Linked DNA regions of Sus scrofa: all the other regions are linked to region 1. Evidence: chromatin contacts called from public Hi-C and HiChIP or PLAC-seq data. All regions are on one chromosome and are shown on one strand. The core of a region is the stretch at or near the end of the contact, and the rest is flanking DNA. Distances in the headings are between cores, read along the strand shown.

Region 1 (2,556 bases), core at 41-2,540:
CGGGGGAGCCTCGATTTGGGTCTAGAAAAACATTAACCACTCATGGCTGCTGTAGTTTTTAGAAAACACAAACCCTCCCCCCTCTGCAACAGCCGGTTTGAAAGTCATACAATCCAAAGTAGTGAACACACACACACATAATACACACTCATGCATAATACACACACACATGCACAAACAGGAATAACACACGCACACACACACACGCATGTGCACACACATACATATATACACACACACATGCAGGCACATAGGAACTCTGTGTTATTTTTAAAGATTTTTTTTAAGAAGCTTCTTGAGTGTGGCTTAGTGGCCCCACACCAAGTGAAGTCTTAAAATTCTGGAATGATATAAAGAGATGCCAGTTATTAAAGTGCCGTTATATTAAAAGGGACATAAAAGGGCCAGAATTTTTTCTCTCTCGCAACTTAGGAATCGAATTTGCTTCGTTGGCAGAGCAATAGACTTTTTGCCAGCCTGGCGGGCTCAACCTAGAACCTGGAAATCAAGCTGTTTTCTCTCTGGTTCTGACACTGTCACCAGGAATAAGTGTTCCGCCATCACGACGCCGCCACCCCGCATCTCAGACCCAGCAAGAGGAGCCCTGATGACTCTTTTCCTGTCACTATTTGGTTGATTCACACAGTTGGCTGCAATCACGCAGAACCCTGGTGGATTAATTCTTGAGGAAGCTCATGTTCTATACAGTAAGTTGTAATGTTGGCTCTGAACTTGAGACAGCAAAACAAGGGGAGAGCCAAGACCTGTCAGCTTTTCTCACCTGCCAGTCTCCCCATAAAACTGGGCTTGGGGCTGGTTGGGGAGCAGGGGGGCTCCATGGGAAACGGCCCTGCTGGCAAAGGAGCCCCTGGACAGGAGTCTCTCCTCTACCCGAATCGCGAGTCCCCAGGCCACACAGCTCTGTCCAGGGATTTGTGTTTCTGCTGCTGTCCTTTGTTGTCAGGTCCCAGAGGGGAGATGGGGCTGCAATCCTTCCTGTGACAGAGGCCCTGATCCCCTGCCCTGTGGAAGACACCCCTGCCGAAGGGGAGACCCTGGGCTCCTGTGGCCGACCTCCCAAAAGAGCATCCCAGGGCTGAGCAGGGCTTCTGGAAGCTGCGGGACTCCCAGCCCCAGGCCCTGTGCCATGGGCCCCGTGCACAGGGCACCTTAAGCTGTTACCCACTGTGCTCCCCCAGCACCCCCCCTCCCATGCTCTGGCAGCTCTGAAAACCCTGGATCAGGTTTCCATCTGCCCTGACCTTGGCCTCCCTGCACAGCTCACACGTCAGGCTCCACGGAGGAAGTGACCTTGGAGGCCAGAGAGTGTCGACATGCAGCCCTGAACGCTGAGTGTCAGCTGGGGAAGAAACGCGCAAGCGACCAGCTAGGCCTGGGCATCATGGCTTTGCAGGAACTTCCTGATGTTTCTTGGAACTTATATCATCTGCTCTGCTCCCGGAGTCTGGGAACCCTGGTCCATTCCCCTTACCAACAAAAGGACTCCTGGTGCTTGCCGTCTGCTTGCAGTGCTGAGGCCACGTTCCAAGAGCTTCTGCACGCTTGCGTGCGACTTGAGCCTTGGTTTTTAGCTGTGTTTGCCCTCCCTCCTTCCTGACTTTCACAGCCCCCCTCCTCACATTTTCCCTGTAAACCTAAGCCCCCTCCCTGGTGATAAAGCAAAGATAGCTGGATGATCTCTGACCTGTTGAAATCTTAGATTTCCCGTTGAAATCTTTCCCTTGTGGCTCAGCGGGGAAACAAAACCCACCAGTATCCATGGGGATGCAGGTTCAATCCCCGGTCTCACTCAGTGGGCTGAGGATCTGGCCACAACCTGCGCTCTAGGTGGCAGGTGAGACTATAGAAGTGACCAGCAGCTGCAGTTCTGATTGGACCCTTAGCCTGGCAACTTCCATATGCTGCATGTGCGGCTCTGGAACAAAAAATAATTCCCCATGACTTCTTTCTTGCTTCCTTTTTTTTACGGCCACAACTACTGCATATGGAAGTTTCCAGGCTTGGGGTAGAATCAGAGCTACATCTGCTGGCCTACCCCACAGCCACAGCAATGTGGCATCTGAACCACATCTGCGACCTACACCACAGCTCACAGCAACACCAGATCCTCAACCCACTGAGCAAGGCCAGGGATTGAACCCAAGTCTTCATGGATACTAGTCAGGGCCATTAACACTGAGCCACCACAGTGGCTCTTTCCCGTTAAAATCTTAGTGAGGAATTTTTACGTGTTAGAGGCAGGTCTTCAGAACTCTTCTAAGTATGATGAGGCCTCCAGATCTGAGGGAAACAGCTCTGCCACCACTGCCAGGGCCCTCTCCACCCACCAGCCTCAGACCCACACCAGGCCAGCGCCCTGTGAGTGCCACTATCCGGGGAGGCCCAGTGTGGAGTCTCAGGCCAGATAAGACTGGGGAGGAGAGCAAAACCAGTGCCCTACCCAAGCCCAGATGCTCACACACAGCATCTCTTCTCCAGGCAGAGACGATACACCCAGGAGAGCAGCCAAACCTGTCCTCAGAGGCTGAGGATGCA
Region 2 (2,556 bases), core at 16-2,515, 710 kb after region 1:
TGACCTCTCTTGTCCACTGCTGGAGAACAAGGTATGTGAGACCCTGAATTTTAACTAGTCTCAGTCTGGGATATTTTAAGGGATTCATGGTTATTTTTTCCCCTAAGGGTTGTTTAGGAACTCACCAAATGTGGACCACTTAGAAAAGTCAGAGGCGCTAAACCATGTGGTTAGCGTGTGTGTGTGTGTGTGTGTACTTCTTTCTGCTTAGGTACCCAAAGCTGTTTGCAATTATTAATGACATGTAATATTTAAGCAGATCATAGGATTATCTGCATACTACAATTTCCTAATAGTTTTATTATAGTTTGTCACTCAAAATTTCCCCATAATTTGTCGTGGCCACAGGAAATACATCACAGACAGTTTTATTGAGCTGGCGCCAAGGAGGTAGAAGGGATATTCAGTATAACCTGTAGCATTAAAGAAACAATGTATGTACGGACTTACTAGACACTTAAATAGACCTAAATTGAATAAGAAATGCTACTTTAAAATTTCCAATTACTCCGTATTCTATTATCTATGAATCCTGCATATCAACACCAGGGTAAATTTCTTAAGAAACTGCAAGCAAGAAGCTAAATTTGCACATTGATTTTTGTCTTTTGTCTGTAGTTTAAGGCTAATTTAAAAGGATGGTGAGGAGATTCTATTTTCAACTGGCTGAAGTTCAATAAGAATATAATAAAACACTGTTATAGCAAACTCTTTCACAGTGAAATTTTGGCAAAGCCAAACCCAATTCCTTTCAATGTGCTCCAATTCAGCCAAAATACTGTTCTAGTGAGCAAGGCATCCATTAGAGTGACAAGCTTCCTACAGTACCAGGATTTTTCCATATTTTATTACAAACCAAATCAGCATTTCAATGCTTTGAATTAAGGATGCAAAAAGGACGTACATAATAAAATCAATAAATGGCATACAGTTTCATTACAACTATATTTTTATCATTAGCCTACTTTTTTTTTAATTTCACAAGCATATTTGATCACTTTAGATGTAGGAAATTACTTCACTTAATTATTCTTACAGTGAAAGCTTTGTAATTCTTTAATAAGGTCTACTGATTAGCTTAAAAACCCTAATGAAAAGAGTGACCCTACAACAGATCTCTTTGGGTACAAATCAAGAAAGGGAAGTTTTCAAGGTTTCTTTTTCTCTCTTTTTTTTTCTCCCTACCCCTTCCAGCTAGGTTGCCTTTTAGACCCACTGCTTCCCCCTGATGGAAGACTTGAAAGGAGGCTTTGGAAGGACACGGGGTGGGGTTCTTAAAATCAGGGGCAGAGGTGCTTCTGTAGACTTCGTGCTTCACTTCCTGCTCGTCTTCCTACCCTGGGCTTTGTCCTAAAACTTCCTACCAGTCGCCAATGACTTCCCTTTGTTTTCAGGGTAAAGTTGATTAGTCAAAAGCAAAGCAGTTTTGACCTCAATCCGCAGACGAGGCCAGCACTTTTTAGCCTCGCCTCCCATGTGCTTCTCTGCACCAGAGCACCGTTCCCTCCCCATCTCCTCCTGCTTCTCCCGAGGGACCCTCTCCCAGAGCTAGGGCCCTACTCAGGGTCCCCTCCACCACGGGAAGTTTGCCTTCTCAGCTTCTGGGTCATTTTCCTGATCTTCGATACCTTCCAACCTCATCCGTTCAACCAGTATTTACGGTTGTGCAATACGGAACACATTGTTTCGCAGCTGTATCTCCTTCTTCTTCTTTTTTTAAAAAATATTATTATCATTTTTTTGGCCTCACCCAAAGCATGCGGAAGTTCCCAGGCCAAGGACTGAACTTGAGCCCCAGCAGTGACAACATCGAACCCTGAACCTCTAGTCACCAGGGAGCTCCCTCATGGCTCTATCTTCTACACAATGAAATCCCAGTGATTCTTCAAGCTATGCTTCCTCCACAGGCTTCCTTCACAGCAAAGGTCCACCAGGACCTCTTTCTTCCCCGGACTCGCAGCCTGTCTACCACTCTGCTCCTGCCTAGCAAAGCTACGCTCCCGTTTGAGCCTGACTTAAAACCTTCCAACAAGACCGTTGTCTGCAAATTACTGCCTCTGAGGCCCTGAAGGAGTTAATCAACGTCTATAAGTTTCAGTTTCCTTGTCAACAAAATAGGGCAATACGTACACCACAAGACTGCTTGTAAAGATAAAGTGAGATAATATTGGTGGAAGTGTTCTCTTTACATAGATAATTATTATTTCATATATGACCATGTTTTAAGCATCATTTTATTAATGTTGTCAGTTAAATAATTTGAAGTTCTTGTCTCCAGTGAAGCCTGCCATATTAGGCTTAAGTAAGAGGCCACATTAAGCAGCAAGAGTTTCTTTTCGGATATATCATGGCTTAAGAGATTAGTTTCAGCAGCTTGGAAATAAGTGGGGATTATGATCATGGTGGAAGGCAATAAGACTCATCCACGGTCCTAACTGGATTGACTTTATAGACAGAACAACATTCCAAAAACCATTCTTGCCTCATGTTTTAACTGAGAACCAGGATAAAGTAAAACTATTAATTTAAGCAAGGCCTAAAATGTTGGGATTTCTT
Region 3 (2,556 bases), core at 23-2,522, 640 kb after region 1:
GCAAGTGTCCTCGAGTTAGGGATACAGATGTAAGACCATCCTGGATTTAAGGTGGGCCCTAAATCCAATGACCCCTGTCCGTAGAAAGACAGGACATGGAAAAGACACTGAGAGACACACAGGGCAGGAGCCACATGAGAAGAGAGGCGGGATTGGAGGGATGGGTCCACAAGCCACCGCACAGCAAAAGATGCCTGAAGGCGCCAGAGCCGACGAGAGGCCGGGACAGGTTCTCCCTCGGAACCTGCAGAAAGAATCTGCGTGTCTGATGCTTTGATCACAGACTTTTGGCCTCCACAACTGTGAGAGGCTCCATTTCTGCTGTTTTAGGCCCCCAGGTTGTGGTCATTTGTTACAGTTTCCCTAGGAAAGGAACCCACCATCTCAGGGTAATTGCCGACACCCTCGCTCCATGGGAACCCAACGGCCGGCATGTCACCTCCTCAGGACTTTCACACTTGCTTTCTGAGAACTGGAACGTGGTGCCTGCACATACGCATCAGCCCTTCTGGTCTTTGTCACATTTCCATCTTGGCTGGAATTCTCTATTCCTCATAACATTTACAGTCATCTGATCAACTTTATTTATTTGTTGTCTCCTCCAAATACAATTACTCAGAGATTTTGGCTGAGTTGTTCGCAGTTGTGCCTCCAGCACCCAGAACAGTGCGTGCAGGTGTGTGTTTGTTGAATGAGTGCAAACACACCGAAGGATGAGCAGGATCTGATTGTACAGTAAAGCGAGCAGAACAGAGCAGTGGAGGAGGATTAGCTGATATCTGAGTTTGAGATACAGCACATTAGAGAAAACTTAACTTAGATACACATCTTATCCTGTGCACTAAAAGAAAATCAAAGTCAAATATGCTTAAAAATCCATCGCAAAATTAGCGGAATGTAGAAGAGTACATGAGTCTCTGGAAGGATAATAACTTTTAAAGAATCGAGGTGGGCAACTGAGGAAGCTACAAAGCTGCTAGTGATAGATTCAACTAATTAAAAATCAAAAGTTTTGTACAGTCAGGTCTCCTCATTTCCACCAAGAATCAGGACCTGCTGTTACTGGAGGTTATTCCCAGGTGACCAGGTTCCAGTTCTCCCAGTTCTCTCCTTCCCCAAATGACCTTTGGCCTGACCTTGTGCCTGTGTTGTTTGCTCCTTGTTTGGAAGCGTATTCCTGCCCAGACCTTTTTTTCGGCCCAGAGGACCGTGTCAGGTGACTTGACAAAACACCAGAGTGGCCGCTGCCTTGACCTGAGCGTGGAAGCCACCTGCTGGGAAAGCCTCGCTGTACCTTGGACCCACGCCTGGCCAGCACCTAGATCCCAGCCCCTTCTGCCTCCTAGCTGGGCTCTCTTTTCTCGAGCCTTCCTGAGCGAGGGTAACCCTGCCGCTTGGGCAGCATTTAAAAGCTGCAGTGAGGCAAAACCCGAACTCTGGGAGAGGCACTCTTTTGGTCAGATGTTGTCGTGGACGTGGGGTCCTTCACATTCCCAGCTTGATGAGAGGTGTAAGTCCAGGTTAACCATTAACTTCTCAGTGTGACAGGTTTCTTCTTTTGTGTTGCATAAACCCCATTTTGACAGGTAATGGAGAACCTCCTTTAGAAAGCCTGTGGTTTGCATAATTAAAGAGTCGATTCGAAAAACGGAGGCATTAAGATAACAATAGACGCCAGGAGGAGGGAGGCTGAAGGCCTCTGCTGTTCTATTTCGTGCTTTAAAGACCTCAGCAGAGAGCAGGCCAATCCAGCTCAAGATGTAGCTGTAGAGCTGGCCTTTGGGTGGGGATGAGGGGGTGGGGGCGCCCTCAGCAGGGTCGGGGAGTGGGCGACGGTGCTGCACCGCTGCACAGAGGAGGATTCCAGAACATTCTTGCCCTCATTGTCCTCCTTGGATCAATACAATTATAGTTGCCCCTGAACCTGAGGCTCCCTGGGAGCGCTTATGCACCTCATGTGTTCCGGAGAAGGACCTCAAAGGGGTGAGCCAGCCACACTTCCTAAGCCCCTCTGTGCCCACTCGGAAGCCAAGAGCCAGACTATGTGCTGAGAGGGCAGCTCTGGGCTTGCTGAACAATTGCTTTGTCTATTAATTGTACAAAACAACATATAACAATGGGTCAGTTTGTTGGGAATTTTTTAGGGTGGAATGTAAAGTTCTACTTCAATAGGCCCATTTGTTTTTATTGCTGGGCCTTTTTCGTAAAGTCAGAAACAATTTCAGGGCCTTTTTTCCTATCCTTTGCCCCTTCATCAGCTTTATTTCTTTTTTCGGCACATACTTCTGGTCATTAATGAAGTTTGAGTTCTTTTGCAACCAACAGAGAATTCTTTCCAAAGCCGTCTCCTAAAAAAATCAGTTGTCAGTTTTAGGATTAGAAATATTACACGACGAATGAGATTTTTAAAATCTGTATTTTTAGTTTGCTCAGGGAGACACTGAAATTGCTGCCTATTATTGCATGCAAGGTGGAGGGACAGAGCCCAGCCAACAGAGAGGCAGGGGCTGGGGCTCCACTTCCACCCTTGCCTGCTGCATTTTCCCCTCCTCCTGG
Region 4 (2,556 bases), core at 26-2,525, 550 kb after region 1:
TCAAACCTGGTTTCTGTTCTACGCCATCGTCTTGCCAATCACGTGGCTGTGGAGAGGCGTGGGAGGCACCGTGAAGCCACCAGGAGACCGACTCTCAGGGAGGCCGACAAGCGACCGCCCTTCTGTGAGGCTTGGTCCCCTCACCTGCAAACTGGCGGTGATCTTCCAGGGTGATCAGGGCTCAAGGGGAGCACCCACGGGGCATCCTCGGGTTCTGGAAGCTGTTCAACCCCCCCCCCCCCCCCCGCCTCAGGCTTCCAAACTTCTTTCCAGGCGTGTTGAACCCGCCTTGGTCATCCCCAAATGCCGATGACCATTTATCTTATTCACAAACCATTTTGTGTATCCCTGGATTGTTTTACAGTTTTAACATTTTATTGTTTTGTCTTGTTACTTTTAGCTTTTATTAAAGCTGCCAATTTTTATAATCAATTTTCTGTTTGTATTGTTTACCTTCCTTGACATTGTGATTTGAAAGGATGTCTCTCTCTCTCTTTTAACGCTCTTATCTGCTCTGTGTTTTAGAAGGTCAAGAAGTTTGCTGACCGACTAACAGAATGATCAAAACGTCCCACACCCAGGCTTTCCTTCTCAAACCCCAGAACTGCAGGGTCAGGGAGTCCTCTGCGGTCCGGGTGGGCCGCAGGGCTGATGGATGCTGGAAAAAATGTTGACGATGAGATGCGGAGATGACCCATGAAGTAACCCTGCCCAACGCGGGGCACCCTTCTGCGAGGCCCAAGGCCCGCCATGTAGACCTGTGGGTCCCCCTGCAGGGTTTTCCGTCCCGCTCCGGGCTGCCCCTCTCCCGTGGGGGAAATGCCCCCCTTCCCTGGTAACCCGCGTCTGCTTTCTGTTTGTGCCTCTGCCGACATTTACTTTTATCCACATTTTTTTGGCTCAGCATCTTGGTTCAGATGCCGACCTTAGGCCTTTGCACAAATGCCTTGCAAACACATACGTCGGTCAATGTCAGTATCAGATCGGGTTCGCTCACCCTGGACGCGTATTTATTTATTCCCGTTTTACAAGCTAAGCGTCTCCTCCTGGGCCCGGCCCTTCATTCCCTTAGTTCTGAGTTGTCCGCTCCGCTCACAGGCGCTGAGCTCCTCCGAGGTGCGGGGCTGGGGGCTCCACCCGCCGCCCTCTGAGCGCCTGTGCTGATTGCTGCTCTCCGTCTTCCTTTTCATTGCTTCGGCGTCCTCGGTGTGACTGCGCTCCGAGGTGCCCACACAGCGCATAATATCCCATGACAGGATGCCTTTCCGGGTGCAAACCAAAATAGCACTGGCCTTTGTGCGGCCTATTCCTTTCTAATCTCGTCCTGACACGCCGCCCAGCCTCACCTCTCAAACATTTCGGTCCCTGTCTGACCCACGTCGTGAGGGCTGGGATAGATCTAAGGCGATCTTCTGCGGCTTCTGTATTTGCGAGCTTTGAATCCATTCACATGTTTTCTCCTCACCACCATCTGAATTGCGTCCCTGGTGGGAAGTCAGACGCTTGTTTTTCAATCCGGTTTCCTTCTGCTCACAAAGATGTGAAAGAAACTATATCCAGGCTTGGAAGAGAGGCTCAATTACATTCTAGGAAAGTAACAATTTAGACAGTCTCGTTTTAAGCAACCGCGTCTCTTTTTTTTAAAAATTTAGAGCTGGATGAGAACTGAGGAATCGCTCCCCCAAACCTGAGCTTCTGCGGGGAGGGTGTGCTGAATCAGGATTAGATTCGGGGCCTCCCGCCTCAGTTTGGTCTGTGGGTCCCCTTTCAAGTCTACCTTTTTTAAAAAAAAATATTTTTACTTTTATTTTTTAATTAAAGTATAGTTGATGTACAGTGTTCTGTCAATTTCTGCTATACAGCAAAGTGACCCAGTCATACATACATATACACAATTTTTCTCACATTATCCTCATCGGGTTCTATTACAGGGATTGGCTGGAGTTCCCTGTGCTGTACAGTAGGACCTCATTGCTTTTTTTTTTTTTTTTTTTAAGGGCTGCACCCAAGGCATATGGAAGTTTGCAAATTTCCCAGAGTTCCCAGGCTAGAGGTCAAATCAGAGCCACAGCTGCCAGACGATGCCTCAGCCACAGCAATGCCAGATCCAAGCCACATCGCAACGTACACCACAGCTCATGGCAATGCCAGATCCCTAACCCACTGAGCAAGGCCAGGAATTGAACCTGCATCCTCATGGATACTGGTTGGGTTCATTTCCACTGAGCCACGTTGAGAACACTACTTATCCATCCTAAATGTAATTGCTTGCGTCCACTCGCCCCATATTCCCAGTCCATTCCACTCCGCTCCTGCCTTGGCAACTACAAGTCTGCTCTCCATGTCTGCGAGTCTGTTTCTGTTCTGTGGAAAGGTTCATCTGTGCCATATATTAGATTCCACATAGAAGTGATATCATATGGGTATTTGTCTTTCTCTTTCTGACTTACTCCACTTAGTATGAATTCTACTTTTTTAAATCAAAGATAGGTATGTTAAAAAAAGAGTAAAACCACACCCAAGGCCACATCAATCACACATGTTTCCCGTGCCCTG
Region 5 (2,556 bases), core at 26-2,525, 530 kb after region 1:
GCGTGCAAATACTCTTGAGATAGTGCCTCTCCTGACATCAGAGCAAACCATGCAAAATGTCAGAGAAACGGTCATTGTCTGGGGAAATGCACACAAAATTTGAAAATTTTAATTAACTCCTATATATAAATATATATGACAGTTTATAACATCCATTTGCTTTTTTAAAAATGCAACTAAATACACAGAAAATATAGACATCTCAGCATTTTCACTCTCAAAAGTTTGGAGATCTCCTCTTTCACCCCACCTCTGTTTTTCTCTAGTTCAACTTCATTGCCATGGAGTTTCATGCAAATAGAAAAGTAACGCCGGACATCATCTTTTCTCAAACCAGAACTGATCTGAATTTGTATTAAGCCAGCAAGGAGTAAATGAAAATATCTCTATGAAGTCTTAACTCAGAGCTGAAATATCAAAAACGACAGTTTTGCATTCCATCTCATTTTTCACAAGGGTTTTTTTTTTTAATCTCATGGTATGATTTTTGTTTCTCAAATATTTGATCCTTGAAAACTGCACCCAACTCATTACAAGGTTTAAAAACACTGCCTGTTTTGGAATGTTTACACACGGTTCTCAAACACGATGGGAACTGGCAGACCAGCCCAGGCTGTTTTCATGGAAGCGCTGGGAGTGGCAGCTGTTACACATCCCGATATTTTTCCAGACTGAAACTCTTATTCCCTACACCCAGGCACGTGTTTCACAGCTGAGCCCAAATCCAAACCGAATTTAAAACTTTTTGGCTAAATGCCACATTCAAAACTTCCCTGACCTGTCTTCCTCTAGTCTCTGACAGCGTATACACGTACTGACTAGTCTGAAAATAGCTGGTTCGTAAACAGGGGGGAAACTGTCCAAGAAATATTTGCACAATGAAATAATCATTTCGTTTTGTCCATATAGACAAACAACCAGTCCATTTGGTAAAAAAAAATTTTTTGTTGTTCTTTTTAACATCTCATGAGTTGACTGAACTCGACTGGATGGTTTGTTTATATTGGTTCATTGTTATCTACTGAGGTGAATCTTAGATCTGATTTTCATAATATAGGGAAGAATGTCCACTGAGAAATGTCTTAAGTTATGTCTTAAGTACTGTAGTTGGTATTTAAGCATATGGTTAAACGCAGCTAATACTGAGTAATAAACGCTTCAAGTGGGAAAGCCCTGCAGAGTTTGTCTTTCCCAGTGGCTGACAGAGCCCTGAGCTTCAGTATTTCCTTCCTTGAGCACTGTAATGACTGCAATCCCATCAGTGACTTTTGGTATGATGGATTTCCTGCAACAACAAAAAATACAATTAAAAAAAACCCAGGGGCACTGTCTAGCCATTTACTCCTTTAACCTCTGTACAGTGTTGCATAAGAGATGTGAAAACCAGAGCAGATCAAGTTTGGAACCTACCAACCTTGGCCTCTTGCCTTCAAGGAATGTTTAGGTCTATTTTTTTTTTTTTTTTTTTTTTTTTAAGAGTTGCTGCCGTTTAGCTCAGTAAGTTAAGGATTGGGCGTTGCCACAGGCTGCGAAGCTTGGATCCTGTATTGCTGTGGCTGTAGTGTAGGCTGGCGGCTGCAGCTTTGACTTGACCCTTAGCCTGGGAACTCCCATATGCCACAGGTTTGGGCGTAGAAAGAAAAAAGCAAACAAGCAAACAAACAAGCAAAAAGCAACTAGTTCTTACAGAGAGAAAAGTTGGGAATAAGACTTACGTAATCCTTCACTTTAAGCATAATTCACCTACAAAATCATTCAGTCTTCCTAAACTATGTGAATGGAATTTGTTTGCATAAATCTAATTCCACCAAAGGCTTCTAAAGTGTGAACTAATTACACGATCTAATTTTGGAGCTTTTCCAAAGTTAATCTCTGAATTAGTTATCTTTTGCTTTTCTTTTATGTGTCATCTTGCTTTTTCACATTTCATTAGGTATCAAAACCAAGAGAGACAAAGTACAAGCTATTTATGTGTTATTAAGTCTCAAGATAATGGGAAATATTTTATCACAGTTAGATCTGCAGAAGAGTTAGGTGGTTCCTAAACCAGTGTTTTGGCAGAAAATAAATAATTATGGGCAGCAGTAACTTAAAACACTTAAAGATATTCCTAAGAACAGTCATTTTGACTGACGTTGACCTTGGTGCTCATGCATGTCTATGAGTGTGTGTGCGTGTGCGTGTGCACGCGTATGTGTGTGCGTGCGAGTGCATATGTGTGCATGTTTGTGTGCACGCGTGTGCGTGCGTGCGTGCGTGCGAGAGAGCATGTGCTCGCGGCTATACAATGAGGTGTGGTTGCAGGGAGCACTGGATGTTATGTGGGAAGTCATGGGTCCAAGGCCGGTCCCAGCACTGGCTGACTGTTTGATAGGAAGGAAGTTACCCACTGTCTCTGAATCTCAGTTTTCTCATCTACAATTAGGCTTAATGGAGTTCCTGTTGTGGCTCAGTGGGTTAAGAGCTTGACTGGTATCCATGAGGATTGCTGGTTTGATCCCTGGCCTCGCTCATTGGGTTAAGGATCTGGCATTGCTGTGCATGAGCTGTGGTGTA

Evidence for each region. Hi-C and Micro-C count contacts between places; a contact is called where the count stands out from the background. HiChIP or PLAC-seq counts read pairs in DNA pulled down with a chosen protein or histone mark.
Region 2: a Hi-C map of subcutaneous adipose tissue shows a contact between it and region 1, with 2.4 times the contacts expected there. The contact joins two enhancer-like sites. A contact is called at or near these places in 1 of 5 promoter capture datasets (liver), 12 of 47 Hi-C or Micro-C datasets (embryonic fibroblasts, epiblast stem cells, fetal heart ventricle and 8 more) and 2 of 2 datasets of contacts at active chromatin or transcription factors (alveolar macrophages and skeletal muscle).
Region 3: a Hi-C map of liver shows a contact between it and region 1, with 2.6 times the contacts expected there. The contact joins two enhancer-like sites. A contact is called at or near these places in 1 of 47 Hi-C or Micro-C datasets (liver) and 1 of 2 datasets of contacts at active chromatin or transcription factors (alveolar macrophages).
Region 4: an H3K27ac HiChIP or PLAC-seq map of skeletal muscle shows a contact between it and region 1. The contact joins two enhancer-like sites. A contact is called at or near these places in 1 of 47 Hi-C or Micro-C datasets (fetal heart ventricle) and 2 of 2 datasets of contacts at active chromatin or transcription factors (alveolar macrophages and skeletal muscle).
Region 5: an H3K27ac HiChIP or PLAC-seq map of skeletal muscle shows a contact between it and region 1. The contact joins two enhancer-like sites. A contact is called at or near these places in 3 of 47 Hi-C or Micro-C datasets (all in liver) and 2 of 2 datasets of contacts at active chromatin or transcription factors (alveolar macrophages and skeletal muscle).

What each region holds. Positions count from the first base shown.
Region 1 is chr1:4,373,206-4,375,761 of Sscrofa11.1, forward strand. No RefSeq gene overlaps it. Among named protein-coding and RNA genes, the nearest start is that of QKI, 510 kb to the right of the region's middle. Within about 2 kb of position 1,291, at least 22 of the 83 cell types and tissues checked have an H3K27ac peak or open chromatin away from gene starts, as enhancers often do. A contact at or near this core is called in alveolar macrophages, liver, retroperitoneal adipose tissue and 2 more, where this site is marked.
Region 2 is chr1:5,086,191-5,088,746 of Sscrofa11.1, forward strand. The region is part of intron 4 of PACRG (parkin coregulated gene protein); the gene reads right to left. Among named protein-coding and RNA genes, the nearest start is that of QKI, 200 kb to the left of the region's middle. Within about 2 kb of position 1,266, at least 12 of the 83 cell types and tissues checked have an H3K27ac peak or open chromatin away from gene starts, as enhancers often do. A contact at or near this core is called in alveolar macrophages, retroperitoneal adipose tissue and subcutaneous adipose tissue, where this site is marked.
Region 3 is chr1:5,015,264-5,017,819 of Sscrofa11.1, forward strand. The region is part of intron 4 of PACRG (parkin coregulated gene protein); the gene reads right to left. Among named protein-coding and RNA genes, the nearest start is that of QKI, 130 kb to the left of the region's middle. Within about 2 kb of position 1,273, at least 14 of the 83 cell types and tissues checked have an H3K27ac peak or open chromatin away from gene starts, as enhancers often do. A contact at or near this core is called in liver, where this site is marked.
Region 4 is chr1:4,924,831-4,927,386 of Sscrofa11.1, forward strand. No RefSeq gene overlaps it. Among named protein-coding and RNA genes, the nearest start is that of QKI, 43 kb to the left of the region's middle. Within about 2 kb of position 1,276, at least 7 of the 83 cell types and tissues checked have an H3K27ac peak or open chromatin away from gene starts, as enhancers often do. A contact at or near this core is called in skeletal muscle, where this site is marked.
Region 5 is chr1:4,901,701-4,904,256 of Sscrofa11.1, forward strand. No RefSeq gene overlaps it. Among named protein-coding and RNA genes, the nearest start is that of QKI, 20 kb to the left of the region's middle. Within about 2 kb of position 1,276, at least 11 of the 83 cell types and tissues checked have an H3K27ac peak or open chromatin away from gene starts, as enhancers often do. A contact at or near this core is called in liver and skeletal muscle, where this site is marked.